2 separate regions of the Zea mays genome follow, and region 2 is linked to region 1. A link is a contact called in public Hi-C data. All regions are on one chromosome and are shown on one strand. Each heading gives the region's core, a stretch centred on a gene start, on an enhancer-like site or on the middle of the called end of the contact. The rest is flanking DNA. Distances are from core to core; before and after follow the strand shown. Region 1 has its middle 170 kb from the start of LOC103637679. Region 2 holds the start of LOC100273606 (CHL-CPN10).

Evidence for each region. Hi-C and Micro-C count contacts between places; a contact is called where the count stands out from the background.
Region 2: a contact with region 1 is called in a Hi-C map of bundle sheath, with 3 times the contacts expected there. The contact joins the promoter of LOC100273606 here to the enhancer-like site in region 1. A contact is called at or near these places in 2 of 25 Hi-C or Micro-C datasets (bundle sheath and leaf).

What each region holds. Positions count from the first base shown.
Region 1 is chr1:97,277,928-97,285,276 of Zm-B73-REFERENCE-NAM-5.0, forward strand. No RefSeq gene overlaps it. Among protein-coding and RNA genes, the nearest start is that of LOC103637679, 170 kb to the right of the region's middle. Within about 2 kb of position 1,459, at least 12 of the 20 cell types and tissues checked have an H3K27ac peak or open chromatin away from gene starts, as enhancers often do. A contact at or near this core is called in bundle sheath and leaf, where this site is marked.
Region 2 is chr1:97,497,797-97,505,690 of Zm-B73-REFERENCE-NAM-5.0, forward strand. It overlaps LOC100273606 (CHL-CPN10), which reads left to right and starts at 5,095. Exons shown (of 6, transcript NM_001365740.1): 1 at 5,095-5,323; 2 at 5,446-5,496; 3 at 5,981-6,046; 4 at 6,134-6,181; 5 at 6,723-6,752; 6 at 6,854-7,101. The coding sequence starts at 5,186. The coding sequence ends at 6,925.

The DNA.
Region 1 (7,349 bases), core at 209-2,708:
TCTTATTCATAGGCGAGGGCAGAGCGCCTCCCTTGCCAATGGGCAACGACCACCTGAGCGGCGAGCGCTGTGTGTTGAGTGCTGACTGCCTGCTGTCATGTGCCCGTGATTCTTCTCTATTGTGAGTAATTGTTCCCGAATGTCTGATTCCCTTTCCCTGTCTGTCACAGTTTCACTGGATTGTTTTAAATGTTATCACCCCTAAAGTGCGAAAAATTAAAAGACGAGTAGTACATCGTTATATTTGTAGAGTGGCCCATGGCGTTATTTTTACGGAGCTCCGCAACTGTGTAGAACATATCCATAACTAAAGATAAACTGAATACGAGATTAGAACTGATGGCACGTACTGATTGGACATACCGAATGAAGATACTGAAGCGGCAAGGGCAGCGTTGGGGCAGTCATCAAGAAGAACACGAGCAATCGCATGAAGACACTTCCCAGAAACCTTATTCATCCTCTCCCGGTACAGGATCTTGAAGGCAGATGCGCTCGGGTGAAGAAGACCACGGTGGCGGCACAACAACAAGTAGAGGCAAAACCTAATTCGTGTTTTGATATCTTTGGCGGTGCTTGCTAGGCGCAATATATAGAGTCGCCTCAACGTCCGATAAGGACTCACATCATGATTTGATCTCATGTCATGACCTTATCATTATTCGATAAGGAATCAAAACTTAATGCCAAGCAACCAAAAATAAAACTAGAAAATAGCAAAAGGAAGTCGCGCCCCACAAAGCATGAGACTTGGATTTTGGCGGACCTTTCATGCACACGTCACGTACCCATGCCCTTTGCCCCGCCTATACCAGCGAGCACGCACGCATATGGTACTAGCAATATACGACTATTGATTTCACCGTCGCCTTATCATACATAGGCTTTTGAGATTTTATAGGATTTAATTGGTTTTTCAATTGGCTAAGCCCACAAATCCAACACCCAAGGTAGCAGAAAGCAACAAACTTCTTCAAATCCTTAAAATCGCCACTCGCCCGTCGCTTAAAAAAACCAGCATGGGAGAAAGATGAGAGGAAATTAAAAAAAGAGGAAGGAAATAAAATAGGCACTAGAAATCTAGGCGCGACAATTAAATTCTGAAAAAAGTAGCGTCAATATATAGAACATAAAAAGAACCACAAGGGTAGAGACAGGGACGACGCAGGGAGCAATGTATGTCAGATCCAGCGGAAAGAAATTCACGCATGGAACAATCGAGGGTTGATTAGCATTTGTCTATAACTGTGAGGAAGTAAAATGATCGGCCGGGCGAGCGAACGAGTCGGACTGCTTTGCTTGCCCACGGGGGAAAAAAAGGCAAGGGCGACAAGTCGCAAGCGTTGGAATCGGATCCTCATTCCATTTCATTTCCCGGCTTCATCAGCGAACCAAGCCAACCACTCGATCGTCAATTCGTCATTGCCGCGCAGCTTCGTGGGGCCCCGGCAGCTGCTATCGCTAGGAGGCCCACGCGAGCGAGATAACCAGCCCGAGCCCGCCACGAGTCACCAAACTAAGGTGCGCCTAGTTTCCTTTTTGCCGAGCCAAAAATCACACGCCAGCGAAGTCCAAGACTTCAAATCGATCTGATCTGGGGTATCCGGGCTGATTTGGTGACAGGGATCACGAGAAATTGGAGGGGATTGAGGGAGAAATTATTTCATTTCCCCCTCAACCCCCTCAAATCGTCCCGTGATCCTTTTGTCACCAAATCAGTCATAAGTGCGGTTCTCCATCATGCCACTAGACTGTATCTGTATGCTTGCCCTCCGAAAAAACCGCACCGATAATGCGCACTCTCCCCTACATGCTGAGAATAGTTGCATGATCTGTTTGGAATGAATGGATAGAAAATAGAATTATGAGAGAACACAGGAGTGATGACCTTTTTTCTAAACACAAAGGAACGTATCTGGTGCAATCAAGACAACTGGACACAAAAATGGGGGTGGGAGGGCCTTTTTAAAAACACCGTTTTCCAAAACAACTCTCACTGAATTTTTTAAAAAAGTTCCTCCTACCACAATTTATGTGTCTTAGTTGCACGATTACACAAGATACGTTTTCTTTTTAATGGGGGTGGGAGGACCTTTTAAAAAGACTAGTTTTGAAAACAACCCTCCCACCTCTTCCTGTTTTTTTAAAGATCCTCCCACCACAATTTTTGTGTATTGGTTGCAAGGTTGCACCAGATACGCTACCTTGGAACAAAGGAGTACAAATTGTAATACTAGGGGTGCAAATGGTACGGGTTCGTATCGAGTTCTAATCCGTTTGGAAGGGTTAGATCTGATTCGTATTCGAGTCCAGATATTTAGTATTCGATCCGTACCTGAGTACTAAAAAATGGATAAATATGATGTCGATAGCTATTCATGTCTTATACGATACATTTGATTAATATCTGTATTCGATCGGAATCTGAAGAAAAAATATAAAAACAAATATGGTATTCGATCCGATTACGTCCCTATGTAATAGGGATTCATTCAACAACTACCCCAAGATTTCTCCTTCAATTACACTACAAGATCCAGATCAACTGTAGTTTGGAACGTGATGAGCTTGCGGCAAGAGAGATTTATCTTGGACTTCACGTAGGAAAAACAAACAAGAGATTACAGTTGATTTTTGGTTCCCTTAAAATCATAAAGGTGCAAGAACCTTTCCTCACCAAAGGAAAGAAGGAATCCTAGGTTCCAAATACTGTTACAGAGTCAAAACTACATAAAACCGATTCCTTTGAAAATCCTACAACCGAAACATAGTCTTGACCAGAGGTGGATCTCGTGTCGGGACTGCTTGGGCTGCAGCCCCGGTCACCGCCCAATAGCAATTGCAATACGTGTTAAATTAAGTCCACGAAAGCCCCCCACTTCCTCCCCCCAAAATTAGATTTGCCCTCGAGCCACGCACACAAGGCGCCCCTCAACCTCTCCTTCGGACATGCCCAACCGCTGATCCAAAGCTCCTGCTCGCATCGATCGCGTTCCGCACGCGCCCCTTCTCCGCACATGCCTAGACACTGCTCCTCTGACTGCCACACCACGCCGGCCATCTCATTCCGCCCCCATGGGTTCGCCTCAGCCCTCTGAAAGGGAAATTTCCTTTACCAATTTCTCTAAATTTATTTTGATGATTGATGACCATCACAACCTAATGGACTAACAAGTTTGCATAGCTAATTGTTTCATAGGTGCATAAGTCTATCCATCTCAATTCTAAGTCGATTGTCCGGAATAACGCAGATTATTCCAAATAGGAGAGCTTTTTGGAAAATTACCTATGCACAGGCCGTCCGCGACACCTCGGTGCACCTCGGATAAGAACTATGCTAATTTCAGAACTTCTGCTATGGAATGTCCAAAGGAGAAGAGAACACCGTCCGGTACCAAGCGCGGACCGCCGGTCCCTTAACTGTGAACCATCCACCCGTTGAAAACCAGGAAAAAAAACCCGAAGGTGCCGGGTTCGGTAAAATTCATTTTTAGTGTCGTCGTGGACCATCTGGGTGCATGGCCGGACCGTCTGTGACTGCTTTATCTGACATCTTACGACTCATTTAATGCACTCATAACCATTGATATAGTTGTAACTGTTGACTGTTGTGTTTCCAATCGTTGATGTGCAGGGGCAGACCGTCCGGCCCAGGGGCGCGGACCGTCTGCGTGTGGCAGAAAAGTGACAACGGTTATGTGGTGGTTGAGGGCTATAAATACAACCCCAACCACCTCCATTCACTACATCCAAGCATTCCAACTCCCACATTCATTGCAAACAGCTAGAGTTCACTCCAAAGCCTCACACAAGCATCAAAGATCCTCTAAGTGCAACAATTGTGATTGTGTTCATTAATGATTAAGTGCCTTGTGAGATATTCTAGAGAGTGTGAGCTAGTGTTTCATTTGTCGCTCTTTGTTGCTTGGTTTCTTGATCGTGCTTTCTTCATCTCCTTCTAAACTCTCAAGTGACTTCTAAAGCTAGCAAGAGACACCTAATTGTGTGGTGATCCTTGTGGGGTCTAAGTGACCCTCGAGATTAAGGAGAAGACTCAACCCTAAGTGTGAGTGTGTTTCATTGACTTAAAGCGTTTCTGACTTAAGACGATCACTCTGATGGTAGGGTATAGTAGTCACCAGCGTTAGCGTGTTGCACCGACTTAGGACGTTTCTGACTTAAGTCGATCGCTCTGTTACTAGGGTATAGTAGTCACCCTAAGTCATGTAAGCGTGAGCATGTTGCACCAACTTAGGACGTTTCTGACTTAAGCCGATCGCTCCATTAGTAGGGTATAGTAGTCACCCAAAGTCATGTCAGTGTGAGCGTGTTGCACCGACTTAAGACATTTCTGACTTAGTCGATCGCTCCGTTAGTAGGGTATAGTAGTCACCCTAAGGCATGTAAGAGTGAGCATGTAGCACCGACTCAAGACGTTTCCGACTTAAGCCGATCGCTATTTGAGAGTTTGTTTGCATGTGGACGAACACATAAGCTTTATTGATAATGAGATCTCCGGTTGACAAAGTGTAACCCACCATCTGGAGTTTATGGTGTCACTATGGGTAAAATTTCCTGAGATGCTCGAAATTCCATATTTTCCTATTGGAGTCCCGTCTATCTGGGTTAGCCGGTACGACCCTGGTCGAGTGACTTTCGCGACGATGAAAGGTCCTTCCCATGGCGGTGATAGTTTGTGCCGTCCTTCTCCTGACAATACGTGGCGGAGTACTAGGTCTCCTACTGCAAATACTCGGTTCCATACCTCTTTATCGTGGTAGCGCCTCAGAGTCTGTTGGTACCTAACCGACTAGATGACAACATTCAAGTGTTCCTCTTCTAGCACATCAACTTCCTCAAGTCTGGTTGCTTCTACCTATGCTATGCTTTTGAATGCCAGTCTAGGTGCCTCGAAGACTAGGTCTGCTGGTAACACTGCCTCTGATCCATACACCATGGAGAATGGAGTGTTCCCATGCAGAGACCAGTTGGGTTGGGTTCGCAGACTCTAGACTACATAAGGTAGTTCCCTGATCCACTTGCCTGCGAGCTTCTCATTCTTGTCAAATATTTTCTTCCTGAGTGCCTCAAGTATCATTCTGTTGGCTCTTTCTACATGTCCATTAGCTTTCGAGTGTGCTACCGACGCATACTTGACTTTGATGCTCCTCTGTTCGCAAAAATTGAAGAACTCTCCTCTGGTGAAGTTAGATCCTAGGTTTGTGATGATGTTGTTGGGTATCCTGAATCTGAATATGATTTCCTGGATGAACTCCACTGCCTTACTGAGGTTAGAGCGGCAATCGACTTGTACGCTATCCACTTTGTGAATTTGTCGATGGCGATGAGTACATGGTTGTATCTCCTTGAGCTTTCTTGAATGGTACAATCATGTCAAGCCCCCAGCATGCAAAAGGCAAGGTTATAGTGATAGTTTGCAGTTGCTGGGCTGGTAGGTGCTGCTACTTAGATAGGAACTGGCATGCTTCGCACCTCTGGACTAGATCGGCTGCATCTTTCTTCGCTGTCGACCAATAGAAACCTGCCCTAAAGGCCTTCCCTACCAAGGTCCTCGATGTCGCGTGTATTCCACATTGTCCTGCATGGATTGCTTCTATCATATGTCTCCCCATACCCGAATGGATGCATTTCATGAGGACCCCTGCTGCCCCTCTCCTATACAACAGAGCTCCTATGATGATGTAGTGAGTTGACTGCCTTGCTATGCGCTCTGCAGCAGCCTTGTCGTCTGGCTCCTCCTCATTCTTGATGTATCTGATAATTGGCTCCCTTTAGTCTTTTGGGTCTAACTTTGCATGATCCACTACCTTGCATTCTTCGGTGGGCCCTAGTGTGGTGCTCAGCTGTCGTATTTGCTGAACAAATATGTGGGGTGGAACCTGCGCCCGACTGGACCCTAGCTTTGACAGTGCATCTTCTGCTGCATTGCAATCCCTCTCTATGTGGTGGTATTCTAAGCCTTCAAATTTGTCTTCAAGCTTTCTGAGAGCACCTAGAGGGGGGGGTGAATAGGTGATCCTGTGAAACTTAAACTTATAGCCACAAAAACTTGTTAAGTGTTAGCACAATAATTGCCAAGTGGCTAGAGAGGAGTCTCAACAAAACACAATACCACAAGAGATCAAACACAGAGATGACACAGTGGTTTATCCCGTGGTTCGGCCAAGACCAACGCTTGCCTACTCCACGTTGTGGCGTCCCAACGGACGAGGGTTGCAATCAACCCCTCTCAAGCGGTCCAAAGACCAACTTGAATACCACGGTGTTTTGCTTTGCCTTTCAATATCCCGTTTGCGAGGAATCTCCACAACTTGGAGCCTCTCGCCCTTACACTTAAGATTCACAAAGAAATACGGAGTAAGGGAGAAACTAGCAACGCACACAAGACTCAAAATCAGAGCAACAACACGCACACAAGTCGCAACAAGAGCTCGCAACACAACTCAATGAGTTCACAACTCAACAAGAGCTCTAGATGCTATCACAATGAACCAAATGCGTGGAATCGATGTCTTGGTGCTTAGGAATGTTGTAGGAATGCTTGATGTGCTCCTCCATCCGCCTAGGGGTCCCTTTTATAGCCCCAAGGCAGCTAGGAGCCGTTGAGAGCAATCCAGGAAGGCTGATCTTGCCTTCTGTCGACTGGCGCACCGGACAGTCCGGTGTACACCGGACACTGTCCGGTGCCCGATTTCTTTCCTTAAACGGCGCAGCCGACCGTTGGCAGCCAGAGAGCCGTTCGCGCACCGGACATGTCCGGTGCACACCGGACAGTCCGGTGCCCTCTTCTAGCCGTTGGCTCGGCCACGTGTCCCTCGCAGATTGCGCGGCCGACCGTTGGCCCGGCTGACCGTTGGCTCACCGGACAGTCCGGTGCACACCGGACAGTCCGGTGAATTTTAGCCGTACGCCGTCGGCGAATTCCCGAGAGCGGCCACTTCGCTCGAGCCAGTCTGGCGCACCGGACACTGTTCGGTGCACCACCGGACACTGTCCGGTGCACCACCGGACAGTCCGGTGCTCCCAGACTCAGCATGTTCTTGGCTGCTCGAGCCAAGACATTTCCAATTGGATTTTTCCTGTTTCCAGCACTTAGACACAATACATTAGTTCCATAAAACAATGTACTCAGTCTGAGAAACATACCTTTATCCTTGATTTGTACTTTGTCCACCTTTTTACACTTAAGCACTTGTGTTGGGCACTAAACCACCAAAATACTTAGAAATGGCCCAAGGGCACATTTCCCTTTCACTTTCGCACTGTGGCGCAATAACTGTCCATTGAATATGTGGAGCAATCCCAGTCTTTGTTGACCTGACTGATGA
Region 2 (7,894 bases), core at 3,845-6,344, 220 kb after region 1:
TAGGTCCTAATCCCACCCGCGGTTGCGTGGATGGAGTTAGTTTCCATGCTCTACTCCTATCCGAGATAGAATTTCCGCAGCACCTCCCCGCTGTTCTCCGGATACACGTCCTGGCAGGGAGAGTGTACTGTCCGGAGAACAACAGGGAGGTGAGGCCGAAACTCTGTCTCGGACCGGAGTAGAGCATGGAAACTAACACCATCTACGCAACCACGGGCTGTCCAAAAAACATGGACAATTTGAAACAGATACATTTGTAGATATGCAAAGATCTGCATATCTACACCGTATATCTTTCAAACGGAAGACGACTAACTGGGTTACGTGATCTACGACCATGATGCGGAAATTGAGGTTATACCTAGGGTGACGGTGGAGTCAGGCTAGCGGGGCTGTGGCGGGTTGGTGCAGTGGCGACTCGACGCGGTGCAGGCAGACCCGCAACGGCTAGGAAGACCTCTGCAAAAAAAATAAACAAGTCCGTCAATAAAAAATTTCGGCAGCACCTCCCCTGCACGGGGAGGTTTCCAAAACCTGCAAATAAAACTGACAACACAATGGCTGACATCCACACATATATCAACGACACGATGGCCGACAATCACATTTAATCGACATCCATATCCACCATCACCAACTAATATTAATTTCTACAGGTAATTAACAGAAACTGACAGAACCTATTTATGTTTACTGTTTATTTGTAGTGGAAACTAGAAGAAACCATCGTTTGTTCTTCAATTACGTACCGGAGGCGAGGACAGCGGAGGCGCGGCCGGAGGCACGGACGGCGGGCGGACGGCGGCGAGCGGGCACACGGCGGTGAGGCGGGTGGACGGTGGTGCGTGTGGGCGGATGACGGTGAGGCGGGCGCACGACAGTGAGGCGGGCGGACGGCGGTGAGGCGGGCGGACGGTGGCGCGTGGGCGGGCGGCGGTGGGGCGCGGGCGGCCGGGCGCTGGCGGCGGTGAGGCTTGCCGGAGCGCGGGCGGCGGTGGCGCGTGGGCGGGCTTGCCGGAGCGCGGGCGGCGGTGGGGAGGCGCCGGCAGCTTGCCGGAGCGCGGGTCGGGCGTGGCGGCGGTGAGGCAGAAGAAAGAAGAAGAAAAGGAGAAGGAAGAAGAAAGCCGGCCGCACGGCCGGTTAAGTCACTTTCTTTGCAGAGTGCCCGCGATCCGGCACTCGGCAAAGGCTGCTTTGCCGAGTGCTAGGTGTACAGCACTCGGCAAAGTTCTGTTCTTTATACTTTGCCGAGTGTCAAAGGGCAGGCACTCGGCAAAGCCGCCTTTGCCGAGTGCTAATTGTGCAACACTCGGCAAAGTATACTTTATTTTTTTTATTTGGCAACCAAACTTTTTGTGGTGTGTTCCTACACTATTTAGACCTACTAGTACCATTTTGGTACAATTATAAAAGTGTTTTTTATAACTATTAGATTTAGTCCGTTTATTTGAATTTCTTCGGAAAATTCATATTTGAACTACAGGTCACTCGAAACTTGGGAAACCGTGCATGCAAAAATGATACCCGTCCTATTTAGCACAAGTTACGACCGATTCCAGGAGCGGACCGGAAACTTCGAGCAACATGCTCACTAAATATGGTCGTGAACTTGCCATCCACATGTTTAAAAATTGTATAAAACACAAACAAAGTCAGAAAATCATGAAACTTGTCCACGTGTCATGATATCATATGTCCAGGTTGTGATAAAAAATTGAGAATGTTTGGACAAAGTTGTGAGACACTATGTGTAGAAACCTAGGAGAACTACAAATGAAATCATAGAGTTTCAATGTGGATCTCTTAGGTTTGTACACATAGCGCGTCATAGTTTTCTCGAAATTTTTTCAATTTTTTATCACAGCATGTACATATGATATCATGACACGTGGACAAGTTTCATGATTTTCTGATTTTGTTTGTGTTTTATACAATTTTTAAATATGTGGATGGCAAGTTCACGGCCATGTTTAGTGAGCATGTTGCTCGAAGTTTATGGTCCGCTCCTGGAATCGGTCATAACTTATGCTAAGTAACATGAATATTATTTTTGCATGCATGATTTTCCAAGTTTCGAGTGACCTGCAGTTCAAATCTGAATTTTTCGAAGAAATTCAAATAAACGAACTAAATCTACTAACGATTGAAAACTCTGTTATAATTGTCCACAAATGATAAATATAGGTCTACATAGTGTAGGAACATACCACAAAAAGTTTGGGAGACAAAATAAAAAAAATAAAAATATACTTTGCCGAGTGTCTAGGGAAGACACTCGGCAAAGTGTCCTTTGCCGAGTGCCCAATATTTGGCACTCGGCAAAGATTGACGGCCGTCAGCTGTAGACGGCCGCTAACGGCCCTTTGCCGAGAGCAATCTTTGCCGAGTGTTTGACTTTCGGCAAAGCAGTCTTTGCCGAGTGCTTGGCTGTGCCGAGTGTCCTGCACTCGGTAAATAAGATCTTTACCGAGCGTAGGACTTTGCCGAGTGCGGCGCTCAGCAAAGTCGGCTTTGCCGAGTGCCCGATAAAAAGTACTCGGCAAACCGACCGGCACTCGACAAAGACCCAGATTCTGGTAGTGATATATTCATTCAAATCATATCACATCTTTCTACTCGGCAACAACAACAACAACTGAAGAGATCTAGAGGCATATCGATCATTTGCACTTTGTTGACCATTATGCTGGGCTGGGCGCGCATGAGAATCACGTTGGCCGGTTTTTCTTTTCTCTTTTTTCCTCACAACATACGTCGTTGGCAAAAAACAAAAAAAAAAAACAAAGGAAAGAACATTCTTTACCGCTAGCTATCCGTTGTCGTAATCAAAGGCCCCCGTTCGTTTCTTTCCCGCCACTCCACTACTCGACTCCAGTCCCGGTCCATCGATCGATCGGTGACGCTCTCTTTTCTTTCCCTGGGTCGCCCACGCCTTCGGCGGTCGGCTTTCAACGCTGCGCTTCGTCACGCATGCCGCACAGCCCTCCGCTCCTTCGCATCATCACGTACGCACGCACGCACGCACTGTCAATGCATGACTGCACCTACTAGAAACCACGAGAGATAGCATAACAAGCAAGCTAGCTAGCAGGTGCCAGTGCCACCTAGCTTGCCCCCGTTCCCTCTGCTAGTGCTAGCTCTAGCCCATTGTTAACAATAACTAGGCTATGTCGTCGTTGACCAGATGATTGGATCGATCCTCGTAACGCTAAAAAAAAAAGAAAATGATACATCCTTATCAGCACTAATAAGCTCTACACTAACCTTTCGCAATCAGATAAAATCTTGGAGCTAATAAACATGTGACGTGCCATCGGTTCGCCGTGTTCATGGTGGATTGGTTTGGTACCCGTCTAGGCGTCTAGCTGTCCATCTCAAAATTGACTTGCCTTTGCAGGTGATCCTCGTCGTAATTTCCCTCATGTTGCGTGTGCAGTTGGACTGCCTGCGAATCCACGAGTCGTCGTCTATCCAAAACCCAATGACGATGTATGAATTCTTATTCAAAATTAAATAAGAAGAGAATTTTAACCTCTTCAATCTTCTCCAATTTTATAGCTCCTAAACTAGTCTTTAGACTATGTATCTGTGATGGCCTTAGTCCAGCCCATATATAGACAGGGGTAGGATAGGAAGCCCTCGATCAATTTCTCATGTGATTTTACACTATCTTCTATGGTTTACTTTAAATTTTATCATCTATATTATCTCACTCACGTGTCTTGTCAGCGTTCTCTCTTCCCTTATATCTCTATTCTTTACAGCCGTTCACTCTAAATCAATCCTCCATACTCCACTATACTATTATTATATACATAATACATTTCCCTAGCATTAACTCAACTAGCATCCATATTCCCATACATCTCTAGACATCTCGCCTAAGCTAGCCTCCGCTAGCCAACTACCATGAGGACCCGCTTGTAAACTCGAGGATATTAAACAAAGAGACGGGAGGTTGAGATCTGAAACCAGTGTAAACTTTGCGTCCCATATGCTAACCTTCTAATTTAATTTCCTACGTGATATACCGATCTGTATTTCTCTAGCAAACAATTAATTCAGATAATTCGCATCTCCACATAAGTTTATTACAAAAATAGATTTAACGATCTATCTAATCATAGTAATTATATACTACAATTATTTATTTATTATATATATTTTAGTTAAAGCGGAAAGAATTTAACTCCTCAAAAACACACACAAAACGGCATCTATTTAGGGATATTTGTTTAGGGAGGTAGAGGTAGTAACCATCTTGCAGCCAACCGTATGCAGACTACTAGACATATGCCCATATCATGTGGTTCTTCTTTTTTCTTAAACTGCTCTCTAACGTTTTAGCTAACTACAATTTCTAACAGTTTCACTCAATAAAATACTCTTGCTTCTTCGAAATTTAAATATATTTTAACTTTAACTAATTTAGTATATATAAGAGACTATTACTATTTATGATGTACAATAAATATTATTAACACTTTCTAAAATTCCAGTTAAATCAAAATGTTTGACCTGCCTAAAACCATTGGTGACTTTGCTTTTAGTATTGAATTTGAGGAAGTACCACGCATACGGCATACCAACCGCTACCAGACAAATGAACTTGTGGTGTTTATCCTTTTTAATTCTATATACCTGGTGCCAGAATTGTTTCTCTGAACAATTATCATCCGAGAGCTGGCCGACAGTGTCTACGTGCAGTGTCTAAGGGCTCTGCCATGAGAACGGAATAGAGAAGTTGCCATTCGCCGAGCTTTTCCAGCCTTTTTCTTTAACCAAAACAACGACAAAGACAGATTGCGAGGCTAAAACTAGCGCAGCAAGGGCGCTTATCTAATCTACGGCCGGTTGTTACATTCCATTCCATATCGAGGATATGAAGCATTATACAAAAGAAAACTTACGTTGTTTCAGGCCCATTGTTCCAGCGGGCCAGCACAAATCGTAAATTCGTAATGGGGCCGAAATTGATGCTAAGCCCCTCCACCTCCAGATTATACAGACCATTTCGAGATGAAGGCCCAACAAGAAACTATAGAAGCATCGAGAAGAAATCCATCCCCGTGCAAAAACAGATAAGGGACGGCACGCGACGCAACTATCCTCTAGAGAGAGAGAGGAAGCCCGTCGTTCTGGAAGTTTCCACGCTCCGCGCCTCCGCCCCCTGGTCTCCGCTCCAATGGCGCCCTCACTCCTCGCCGCCATGTCCACCTCGCCCTTCCTAGCCAGCAGCGGCAGCAGCCGCAGGCCGCTAGGCGCTGCCCACACCCGACGGGCTGGACTGCGCGTGGCCGCGCTTAAGTACGACCCTGCCAAGGTGGGTGGGTTCGCTGCTGTGTGAATCCATGCGCTCTGGTTTCGAGTCTTCAAGGTTTGCTGGGTGGAATTTATGATCTAAGTCTAACGGTGTGGTTCTTGGTTTTTTTTTGGGGGGGGCAGGTGGCGCCGCAGAACGACCGGGTTCTCGTCCGTCTTGAGCAGATCCCTGAGGTCTCTCCGCTATCAATCGTGTCTCCACTCCAATACGCATGGATTGAGACGGATACGAGTGTAGCCGTATAAAGCCTAAGTGCTGTAGTTACTCTGACTTTGAGAGCAACTACGACCACTTGGGTTTTGAAATGTCTTATGGAATCTGAGTTTATTTATATAGCAGTATAATTGATTCACTCAAGCTAACACTCCCCCAACTATAATTACAGTATTCTGTTTACTGCACCGATTAGAGATATTGCAGTACTATCAATAAGTGTGGTTAGTTTGACATGTTAGCAGGGCTCTGTAATTTTAAAATTTTAGAATCAACTGTTGCACCCGTCCTTTTCTATACCTGAATTACTGTACAATCCTGTTTCCTGTGAAACTGTATTACAGGAATGCACATGTGTCTGCTGAAGTTTTTAGAAGTTGATAGTTTGATATAATTGATTGTTCTGAGTTCTGAGTTTCTGACAAAACTGTTTTATTCATGCAGAAATCTGCTGGCGGTGTATTGCTACCAAAATCTGCTGTTAAGTTTGAGAGATATCTGATGGGTGAGGTGAGATCTTGAAGGCACTACTATCTGTTTCTGTGATTGTTAATTTTAGTAGGATATAGTCTGACCACATTGTATTGTTCATGCTAGATTCTATCGATCGGTGCTGAAGTCAGTGAAGTTGAGGCTGGGAAGAAGGTAAGGAACATTTTATGACTTAACTCTTATTGATGCATGCTCAAATGCTCACTTGTGCAAACAAGTAGCATTTTTGTGCTTTGCGTGTGAAGTTTGTTTATACTTTAGAGAACAATCTATCATATATTTCACACTTTTGTTTATACTTTGGAGAACAATCTATCATATTATGTCACACTTTGCTTTGTGGTTTGTCTTCTAATCTTACTATTCAAATTTATTGTTTATCTTGGACAAAGGAACTAAGTGAATGGACTATGTTTACTTGAGTAGATTGAAGAGTGGTTATGTTTCTAAAACAAATATAGTGTGCTAATTTGCAAGATGCTACCATTATGACATTGTCTGCTACTGAAATCTGCTTGTCACGCCAGAAATAGACATGCTTTATTTTTGTTTTCTATCCTTGTCAATTTTTCCGGCAATTGAAATTGTTACTGTGTCAATTCTTACAGTTTGCATAGTTTGTTGAATGTACTTTTACTTTTACCGTAGTACAATGCTCATAATGTAGAATACTGTAACCAGTTTGCACTTGCAGGTTCTCTTCTCAGACATCAATGCTTATGAGGTAACTGGCTTATTTTCTCTTAACAATTTTTTTTGGCCTTGCCGTGAGCCCTACATTTTCCGATTCAATCAACCTAGCTGACTTAGCTCATTGTGTTGTAGGTGGAGCTTGGTACTGATGAAGAGAAGCACTGCTTCTGCCGTGAGTCAGACTTGTTAGCTGTAGTTGAATGAATTTTACCATGAAAATTTCGGACTTACCTGGGAATGCTCCAACGGCATGAACTTATCTTGCCCCCACTTTGTTGTATGCCATTTGAACGTTCGTTAATTCAGCTTCTAGATGATTGTTAGTTACCGTTGATTTTTGGTCGCCATAAACTGGAATTATGTTAATGCCCATTTTCTTTACAGAGGCTCTTGCTCACGTTTGGAATACGAAACTGTGCTGAACCGAACTTGAAATGTTTACATTGCCCATCTGATGTTTCTGCTTCTGAACATTCTTTAGGCAACATCCTAATTATTTCTATCAGGGTCTCCAGATTTTGTTGTGCTGACCATAGTCTCATTCGATTGGTTTGAAATGTATGTGTGTTCTTTTTAATGTTTCTCGTCCTCATTGCTCAGCCAGAGTTTATGGGCATGTCGAACACCATGGAGTATTCATGTACGGAGTATATAAAGAAGAGAATATGGTCAGAGTTCGGAACCTTGGACATCTGATCGGGAATGATTTGGAAAACAAAAACAAACAGTTTGTTCATTACTACTCAAAAGAGAGTTCGGTCATTCGCATGATACATATAAAAGGGAATGAATTGAAGTTCAAAGTTGACCAAACCAAAATCATAGCAAGAGGAGATTAATAAATGTAGTAGAGGAGAGCCGACAGTGGAGCTGTGGAGGTACGGGTGTTCTGGTTAGTTAAACCTGCTGCATAAGAAGTACCTTTCGAATCTCTCCCTGCACGTTGGTGAGCACGTTGACCACGCTGAGCTTAGCGAGAACCTTGGCCAGCTGGTCGACCATCCAGCGCGTAGAGCCGTCCCTGTAGAGGTTATGATCGACGGAGAGCACGCCGCGGTGGAGCTGCGGGTTGTTGTAGACTTGTAGCTGTGACGTGCGTGTGAGGAAAAAGGGAGGAGCCGAGGAGGTGGGAGCTAGGGGTAAAAACGGATTAGATATACCCGTCGGGTACCT